Regions from separate parts of the Rattus norvegicus genome. Here region 1 is linked to region 2. A link is a contact called in public Hi-C data. All regions are on one chromosome and are shown on one strand. Each heading gives the region's core, a stretch centred on a gene start, on an enhancer-like site or on the middle of the called end of the contact. The rest is flanking DNA. Distances are from core to core; before and after follow the strand shown.

Evidence for each region. Hi-C and Micro-C count contacts between places; a contact is called where the count stands out from the background.
Region 1: a contact with region 2 is called in a Hi-C map of prefrontal cortex, with 3 times the contacts expected there. The contact joins two enhancer-like sites. A contact is called at or near these places in 3 of 12 Hi-C or Micro-C datasets (the A7r5 cell line, frontal cortex and prefrontal cortex).

The regions. Positions count from the first base shown.
Region 1 is chr18:56,780,454-56,784,771 of GRCr8, reverse strand. All of the region lies in intron 1 of Pdgfrb (platelet derived growth factor receptor beta), which reads right to left. Among named protein-coding and RNA genes, the nearest start is that of Pdgfrb, 12 kb to the right of the region's middle. Within about 2 kb of position 2,256, at least 33 of the 93 cell types and tissues checked have an H3K27ac peak or open chromatin away from gene starts, as enhancers often do. A contact at or near this core is called in prefrontal cortex, where this site is marked.
Region 2 is chr18:56,502,266-56,506,429 of GRCr8, reverse strand. Rps14 (ribosomal protein S14) reads right to left here. Exons shown (of 5, transcript NM_022672.1): 4 at 3,985-4,061; 5 at 3,386-3,453. The coding sequence ends at 3,386. Among named protein-coding and RNA genes, the nearest start is that of Rps14, 6.1 kb to the right of the region's middle. Within about 2 kb of position 1,614, at least 16 of the 93 cell types and tissues checked have an H3K27ac peak or open chromatin away from gene starts, as enhancers often do. A contact at or near this core is called in prefrontal cortex, where this site is marked.

The sequences.
Region 1 (4,318 bases), core at 1,007-3,506, 280 kb before region 2:
TTCAAGAGGGAGACAGCTGAAGAGTAGGAACAGAGACAGAGGAGACTTGTGAACAGAGCGCTAGAGCAGGGACACAGATGGGCACAGTGTATCGGGTGAATCTTTGATTCGTCCTTCCTCTCAGCAGCCTTTCCTCAGATAGCAATAGCCAGGTATGGTCAGAGTCACAGATCAAGAAACATAGGAGGCAATCATGTGATGGGCAACAAGGAGCATCCTGAGACTGTGGGGCTGCAAGGCCTGGACCAGTTTGTCAGCTCCATCACTTTCCCTGGGGCTGAGGAGTCAGGTCTCACGAGCTCCACTGCCTGAGCCCTGTCTGCGGGCAGAGCCTCCAGCTAGAGAGAAGCTAATGAATGCATCATCCGTGAGGGCTATAGTCACACATGGTGCATCAGACACCTCAAGACAGAACTCTAGCTCTGTTCAACACCTTAAGAAGCAAGCTGCACAGACCTGCTTTACCCCATCTTTCGACAGCCTGCAGGGCCCTGAGTTTCTCCTCTCAGAATTATCCTTGGTCAAAACCTTCCTGATGTCCCATTCTCCGTCTTCCCTATGACATCCCTCTAGTGTCGACCCCTCCAGCTGGACACCAGGCATCCTGGAACTGCCTAGACAGCATTTGGGTGCACGGCCAACAGGCCCTACAGAGGCCATCTTCCCCCTTGGTGCGTGCCCCTCTCGCTCCCCACTTCCTGCCAGAGATGTGGGCCAAAGAAAATCATAGCAGCCCAGGGTGGGGGAGGACCCATCTCAGCCTTCCTCCCCTCCCCTCCCAACCCTCCCTGGCTGGCCACAGTGTTTATTATTCTAAAGGAGGAATTTGGCCCGCTGGCCAGGGGATGGGAGGTCACTGTAAGGAGGCTGGTCTGACTCTGGTAGGCTGTGTTGACCCTGTAGGCTGGAACCCCTGGCATGCAGTCCCCAACCCTTCTACTTTGTGGCACACCATCTTCCCTTCTCAGGCCCTCTCCAGCAGGGAATAAGGCTGGGGTAGCTAAAAGTAAGGGCTCTAAGCCAGGAAGGAGCCTTCTTAAACGGGAAGTAGAGACCCAGAGAGGCTCAGAATCATGACCAGGTCACATAGACACAAAGTGGGTTCCAGCTGTCTGTCGGAAGGACAGACTAAGCAAAGGAGCTGAGGGACACTGCAAGTCACAGATGCCAGCAGTCTTGGACTTGAACAGCTCCCCTCACCAGGCCCTTGAACCCACTGTGACAATGACCAGATCTCCTGCCAGCCCAACTCATTTGCATATTCATTCCCAGACAGGTTGTGATGGTCTTCTTTTTTGGTTTGCTTGGGGTTTTGTTGTTGTTTTATTTTGGGTTCTTTTTTGGGGGGGGGGCAGGATTTCTCTGTGTAGCCCTGGCTGTCCTGGAACTCACTATGTAAATCAGGTTGACCTCTAACTCAGTGATCCGCCTGCCTCTGCCTCTCAAGTGCTGGGATTAAAGGTGTGCACCACCACGCCCAGCTCTGTGATCTTAAAAAGCTGTCACTATTCAAAAGTTCTACCTGTCTGACTTACTGATGAGAATGTCTGGCCGCCATTATTCTCAGTGGGGTGGCCTGAGGAAGAAATGGCTGGTCAGGTATGCTGATGTCATGTTTGAGGCCACAGTACCTGGGAATCCATGACCCATCTCATCTCACTGATCTAGGGGGTAGATTCAGACACACTGTCTAAACGGCCACAGTTTCTCCACACAGCTAGAAGTTAGGTGTTTTCTCAGGTGACTTCCCACCAAATAAACTCGGGTGTGGAAGTGGGTATGGGCGGCCAGCCGCAGATGGAGGATTCATCAGTGTGGGTAGAAAAATCTCCAAACCCCACTCCCTGGCTGTGGTCAGGAAGTCCTTGGTATTGCTCTGTTCAGGGTAGGTCCAGAGAAGGGGTCTGCTCAGCTTTTCACGACAGATGTGAGACACCCCTTAGGGAACAGGAGTGACCCCCGGGGGAACGAGCGGGCTTGGGAGTCATCCTCAGAGCCTTGGCCTTCCCGCTTGTCACAGCGTGCACAGTTTCCCACTCCTTTCCCACCATTTTAATCTAAATAAATCTAGCCCATCTTGGCCACATCCGCCAGCATCAGTTTTCCTCCCTCGGGGTCCTGAGGCTCCCACGACACAAGCAGTCTGGGAAGGGGGGGGACCTGTATTGCTGCCAAAGGGAGGCCTGCATACGGTGAACACATGCACAGTCCAGATGCTGCCTACGCTCTCTCACACACGCTCTTCTACAGCGCACACACACACACGAGTAGCTATTCGGGTGTGCGCCCAGCCCTCATTCAGGCACGAACCATGTGCATGCCCACACAAGACCCACGCACACACGGCCCCCTCAGTGCCCACCGCACGTGTACGCTGCACAGACGGATGCTTGGATACTTTACGGTGTGTTCATCAGAGAGGCCCTTGTGTATAACAGTCACTCATGTAAACCACCCCATCCCCCAACATAGGACATATCCAGAGCATGTGTACACAAACTCACAGTCACCCTCTGCCCACGTATCCGTGAACAAGCATAGAGGAGCTCTAAGCCTCACTTGCTGAGGCACGCATTGCCTCACTGGATCCTCTGACAGCTCTGAGGTGGAGGATTATTCCCATTTTATAGGTAAGAGAATGGAGGCAGAAACTGCTTTTGGGAAATTGCCAAGAGATGCAGACCAGACAAGAGGAACCTTCCGGCTGAAATGAGGCAGCGTGCCTGTCCACCGCCTGCCACCCCCTGCAGATTTCCCTTGGTACAATGTGTGGTTGGGCAGAGGGCAGTGGGTGGGGACTGACTGAGACAGATGGCTTGGAGACGAATGTAGCTGAGGCCCGGCAGAACTTGGTGACTGAATGTCGGAAGGACCCAAGGCAGGCTCCAGAGGTATGGAGTAGCCCAGGAGTGCCTACGACAGGGGCACAAATCTATGTTCTAAGATGAGAATGAGACAATACCTAGGCTTAAGAGTTGCCGCTAAGGGGACTGGAGAGATGGCTCAGTGGTTAAGAGCACTGATTGCTCTTCCAGAGGTCCTGAGTTCAATTCCCAGCACATAGTGACTCACAACCATCTGTAATGAGATCTGATGCCCTCTTCTGGTGTCTGAAGACAGCTACAGGGTACTTGAAAGAAAGAAAGAAAGAAAGAAAGAGAGAGAGAGAGAGAGAGAGAGAGAGAGAGAAAGAAAGAAAGAGTGAGTAGCCACCAAGCTGGTTGCAAATGTGGAGGGTTTTGTTGGCACTGAGTGGAGGCAGAGGTCAGCTCAGACAGAAACCCAATGGGATGGGAGAGCAGAAAGCCAGCTGCGGTTCAAAGGGGCACTCGGTGGAGTCGGCCAGCTTCAGTCCCACCAAGTTCTGAATAAACAAGATACCCAAGCAGGAGGCCCAATCCTGGGGTCACAGGGTCAGAACCTTGGAATGTCAATGCCCTGCAGCCAGGAAACATCTACCTATCCCTTTCTGAGGCTCACTGAACAGATCACTGAACAGACAGGAAGCTGAGGATTGGGATGGGACATGAAAAATCCTCTCTCTCTCTCCCTCCCTCCCTCCCTCCCTCCCTCCCTCCCCCTCCCTCCCTCCCTCCCTCCCTCCCTCCCTCTCTCTCTCTCTCTCTCTCTCTCTCTCTCTCTCTCTCTCTCTCTCTTTCTCTCTCTCCAGGATGGTCTCAAATGGGTTTTGGGCTGTTGGAGCTCACCAACCCCTACCGGGGCTTTATGTGTCTCTTAACAGGACAGTCACCCTCCTTAACCCGCCCTATGACAGGGAGACCTGTGACAGAGATTCAGAGGTGAGACCTGCTAAATCACTGACCAAAGTAGACACAAACTGGCTCCCTGGCTTGGTCCTATCTTCCAAATCAGGGCCCCTGCACGGCCCCTGCACCAATGGAAGGAAATATAGCTATTGCCTCTCTGTCGTCCCATTATTACAGCCCAAGTCAAGAGAGTGGAAAAACTTTCCAGACTGACGCTATAGCTCTCGGGACCCTTGCCCTGTGGACCTGGAATGCCGGGTTAGGGGTGAGGGTGGGGTGAGTCTCCTTGACCCAGACTGGGATGCCATGACTCAGCTCAGAAGAGGCAGCCAGTTCTAGACGGGATGTTGGAGGGGGTGGGTAAGAGGAATCTGCAGCCAGGGACAAAATCCTTGGCTAACAGCTGGGCAGTGAGCAAGTGACAATGGTCTGGTCTGGACCTGACAGAGTTTGGCACTTCTCGCCTTCCCAGATCCAGCTGACATGGGTGTGATCTTATAGTACCAGTTAGGAAGCTGCCCTGCTCCACCCCAATCCTGGGAGCCAGAGAA
Region 2 (4,164 bases), core at 365-2,864:
CCCCCAAGGCTCCCCAATTTTAAAGGTTTTATTTTGTGTGTGCCTGCATGCACGTGTATATGAGAACATCAGACTCTAGCCAAGCTAGAGATAAAAGCAGAAAGGTTTCTGAGTCTCCCACACCCTATGAATACTGCGAATTTTGTGAATTTTTGTTCTCCACACACGTTCCTAACCTGAGCCAGCTTTTTTTTTTTAAAGATTTATTCATTTATTATATATAAGTACACTGTAGCTGTCTTCAGACACACCAGAAGAGGGCATCAGATCTCTTTACAGAGCCACCATGTGGTTGCTGGGAATTGAACTCAGGACCTCTGGAAGAGTAGTCGGGTCTGAGCCAGATCTTTATCCCATTTAATTTTCTCAACTTTTGTTTTGAAATTTATGTGTTTTGACTGAATTTATGTCTGCACTCCATGTGTGTTCAGTGCCGTTGGAGGCCAGAGAGGCATCAGATCCCTTGAAACTGAAGTTGCAGACAGTTGAGAGCCACCATGGCAGGGCTGGAATTGAACTTGGGTCTTCTGAAAGAGCAGCCAGTGCTCTTAACCACTGAGCCATCTCCCCGGCCTCCATTTAGGTAAAATGTGTAGTAGTTTATGCATCCAGAAAACTCTGTATTATCCAACAAAGGAATGGGGTGTGTGCATGTGCCACAATATGGATGAATCTTAAAATACTATGTCACCTGGATAGAACACTCCAGTAATCCCAGCACTGAGGAGCCAAGCAGGAAAACACAGACCATCCTGGGCTACATGGGGAACCCTGTCCCTTCCAATCAAAACAAAGTGCAACTCAGGAATCAAATATTTGGCAATGGGCTTGAGAGAACTCAGCAGTTAAGGCCTCAGCACCCAGGTCAGGTGGCGCTTACAAACCCCCTGTAGCTTCAGCTCCAGGATAGCAACCTCCTTCAATACACACAGCAGATGGACACACACACACACACACACACACACACACACACACACACACACAAGAAAACCAAAACGCCTTTGCCAGTGAAACAGGGTCTCAGTGTATGGACCCAATACAGAGTTCTGCCTGCCCTTGCCTCCCAGAGTTCTGGGGTTAAAGACATGCTCCCACTGCCTTTTTTTGAGGCAGGTTTCAAATTGTAACTCAAGATAGCCCCAATTGCATGGCAACCCTAACTTTACTAGGATTACAGGTGAACCACCAAGAGCGACAACTTTGCCAAATTACTTTTCATACCGGCTTTCTTAGCTGTATTATAGGAGAGTGGCACCTAAAAGGCTTAAGACTGATCTTTAAGGGGGTTGGGGATTTAGCTCAGTGGTAGAGCGCTTGCCTAGCAAGCACAAGGCCCTGGGTTCGGTCCCCACCTCCGAAAAAAAAAAAAAAAAAAAAAAAAAAGACTGATCTTTAAGACTCAGCGCATGGAGTTGGTGGGGGGTTGGGAGAGATGACTCAGTGGTTGAGCACTGGCTGCTCTTCCAAAGGGCCTGGGTTCAATTCCCAGCACTTACATGGCAAATCAGAACTGTGTCTACTTTCAGTTCCAGGGGATTCAACACCCTCACAGAGACATACGTGCAAGCAAAGCACCAATGCACATTAACTCAGTGCATGAGCGTGCATGGCAGCACACGCCTTTAATCCCAGAACTAAGGAGACAGAGGGAGGCAGTTGGATCTATGTTGAGTTCCAGGCTAGCCAGAGAGACACAGTGAGACCGTCTCAAATAGAAAAGCAAACCCTTCCAGAACGCTCAGTTCCTGATAACACTGTGTCCTTGGAGCTGGAAGCAAGCTTCTGGAAAGCAAGAACCGTTATCTGTTTTACTGCTGATGAAAATAGGACTTGGTATTTGTGGGGTGACTGGTTCTTAGGTACTTTATGTACCAATGTGGAACAACCTCAGAGAACTGCTAAGGAAAGCAACAGAAGTACAAGCTACCCATCTCGCACAGCCGGTGTTGGGGGAAGGAACACACCCACACAGGTTTATATATGGCTCAGGTCTGGAAGGCTCCTCCAGCTCAGGCTGTACTTGGATCAAGTTGCCCCTGCTCTGGCCCTTTAAGAACAAAATAGGAAGCTTGGTGGTGGAATGTGCCTTTAATTTCTACCTATTGGTGGAGGCAGAGACAGGCAGATCTCTGTGGGCCAGCCTGATCTACACAACTTATTCCAGAGTTAAAACTACACAGTTAAGACCCATTTGAAAACCCCGAAGGGGCTAGAGATGGCTCAGCGGTTAAGAGCACTGACTGCTCTTCCAGAGGTCCTGAGTTCAAGTCCCAGCAACCACATGGTGGCTCACAATCACCTATAACAAATTCTGGTATATCTCAAGACAGCTACAATGTAATCATATACATTAAATATTTAAAAAAATATAACCAAACTGGCTAATTTATACCTGTAACCCCAACACTACACTCAAGAGAATTGAGGCCAGCCTGAACTACAGTGAAACCAGCCAAGAGAAATTGGTTCATGTGTAGATCATCCAAACAGCCCCACCTCTCTGGTATCTTACATTCCAATGTCACCCTGGCCTAGAGGTCCCTATGTAGACCGGATTGGCTCCCAACTTGTGGTCTAGCCCTGCCTGCTGGGGTTTGAGTGTCCCCCATTGCCTGGGTTATGAACAGGAAGTTTGGAGACTGGCTGGCAAATGCCATAGAGCTACTGTACTGCCTCAGCATCTCACGGTCCCAGTTTCCCTTTCCTAGAAAACCAGTTTCTAGAACCTAGGCTTGCCCAACCCACACCAGAAGCTGAGACAACCCTACTGTGTCCTATAGTAGTCTTTGAATCCTCTCAAACAATATACTATTTGCCTTGTTGTGTACCTCAGTGACAAATGACAATACCAGAATTGCAGGGCATGGTGGCAGAGCTTTAATCTCAGCACTTGGAAGGTGATCTCCTTAGTGTGATACCAGCCTCATCTACACTGTTTAAGGACAGCCAGGGCTATGTAGAAACCCTGTCTCAAAAACAAACACCAGGGCTGGAGAGATGACTCAGTGGTTAAGAGCAATGACTGCTCTTACAGTGATCCTGAGTTCAAATCCCAGCAACCACATAGTGGTTAATAATAAATTAAAAAATATACTTATTTATATACACACACACCAGGGGCTGGAGAAATGGCTCAGTGGTTAATAGGGTTAATACTGGCAGCTCTTCCAGAGGACTCTGGTTCAATTCTCAACATCCATGGCAGCTCACAATTGTTAACTCCAGTTCCAGGGAATCTGATACCTTCACATAGGACAGACACACAGGTCCTATTAGGTTTTATACATCAACGTGCAGAAAAATAAATTATTAAAACAAATAAGCATCAGAACCAAAATAGCTTACAAAGCAATTTATTAACAGAAAATAACTTGAGAAGTCCTGTTCACAGACGGCGACCCCGACGACCACCCTTCCTTCGAGTGCTGTCAGAGGGGATGGGGGTGACATCCTCTGTGAGAAGGAAAAAAAAAGTCATTGCCTGTAGCCACAAGTCTAACTAGCAGTAGACTTTATTCTTTCCCAAATGCATCTCCAATGGTCAGCAATTCCTCATTCCAACTCCCTTTTGGAAGGGGCCTCAGGCCCTGAGAAGGTGCACAATCAGAGATGCAGGAAACCAAGTTCCTAAGTCAGAGCTACTGCTTCTAATAGAAAGTGACCCTACACTGATCAGCTGTGGCTGTTTGCTCTTTACACCAGGTGTCAGGAGCGACACTGTTACAAAGGGCCAGCAGGGAAGAGATGTGAGGGCAATCAAGGGAGTCATGGGTTAAGAGACAGAAGGCTGCTGAATCAGTCAGAAATGTTTTCCCAACATAGATGGGGAAAAGCTGTACCATTTAGAGATGAACTCTCTCCCATAATGCCTTTTACAGGCTCCTTAACAAAAGCCAACCAAAGCTGACCCATTAGGCATGTGGCATGGTTTGGAAGGGGTCACTGCTTCAAAGCAGCCCCAAGTGTTAACCAGAGGGGACTTACCAATCCGCCCAATCTTCATCCCAGAGCGAGCAAGAGCTCTGAGGGCTGACTGGGCTCCAGGTCCAGGGGTCTTGGTCCTAGAAAATGAAGACCATTGGCCAAGTGAGTCAGCAGAATTTTTTCTAATTTCAATCCACTTCTGAATTGGGGAAACCAACAGTTAAATACTTGCACACTGAA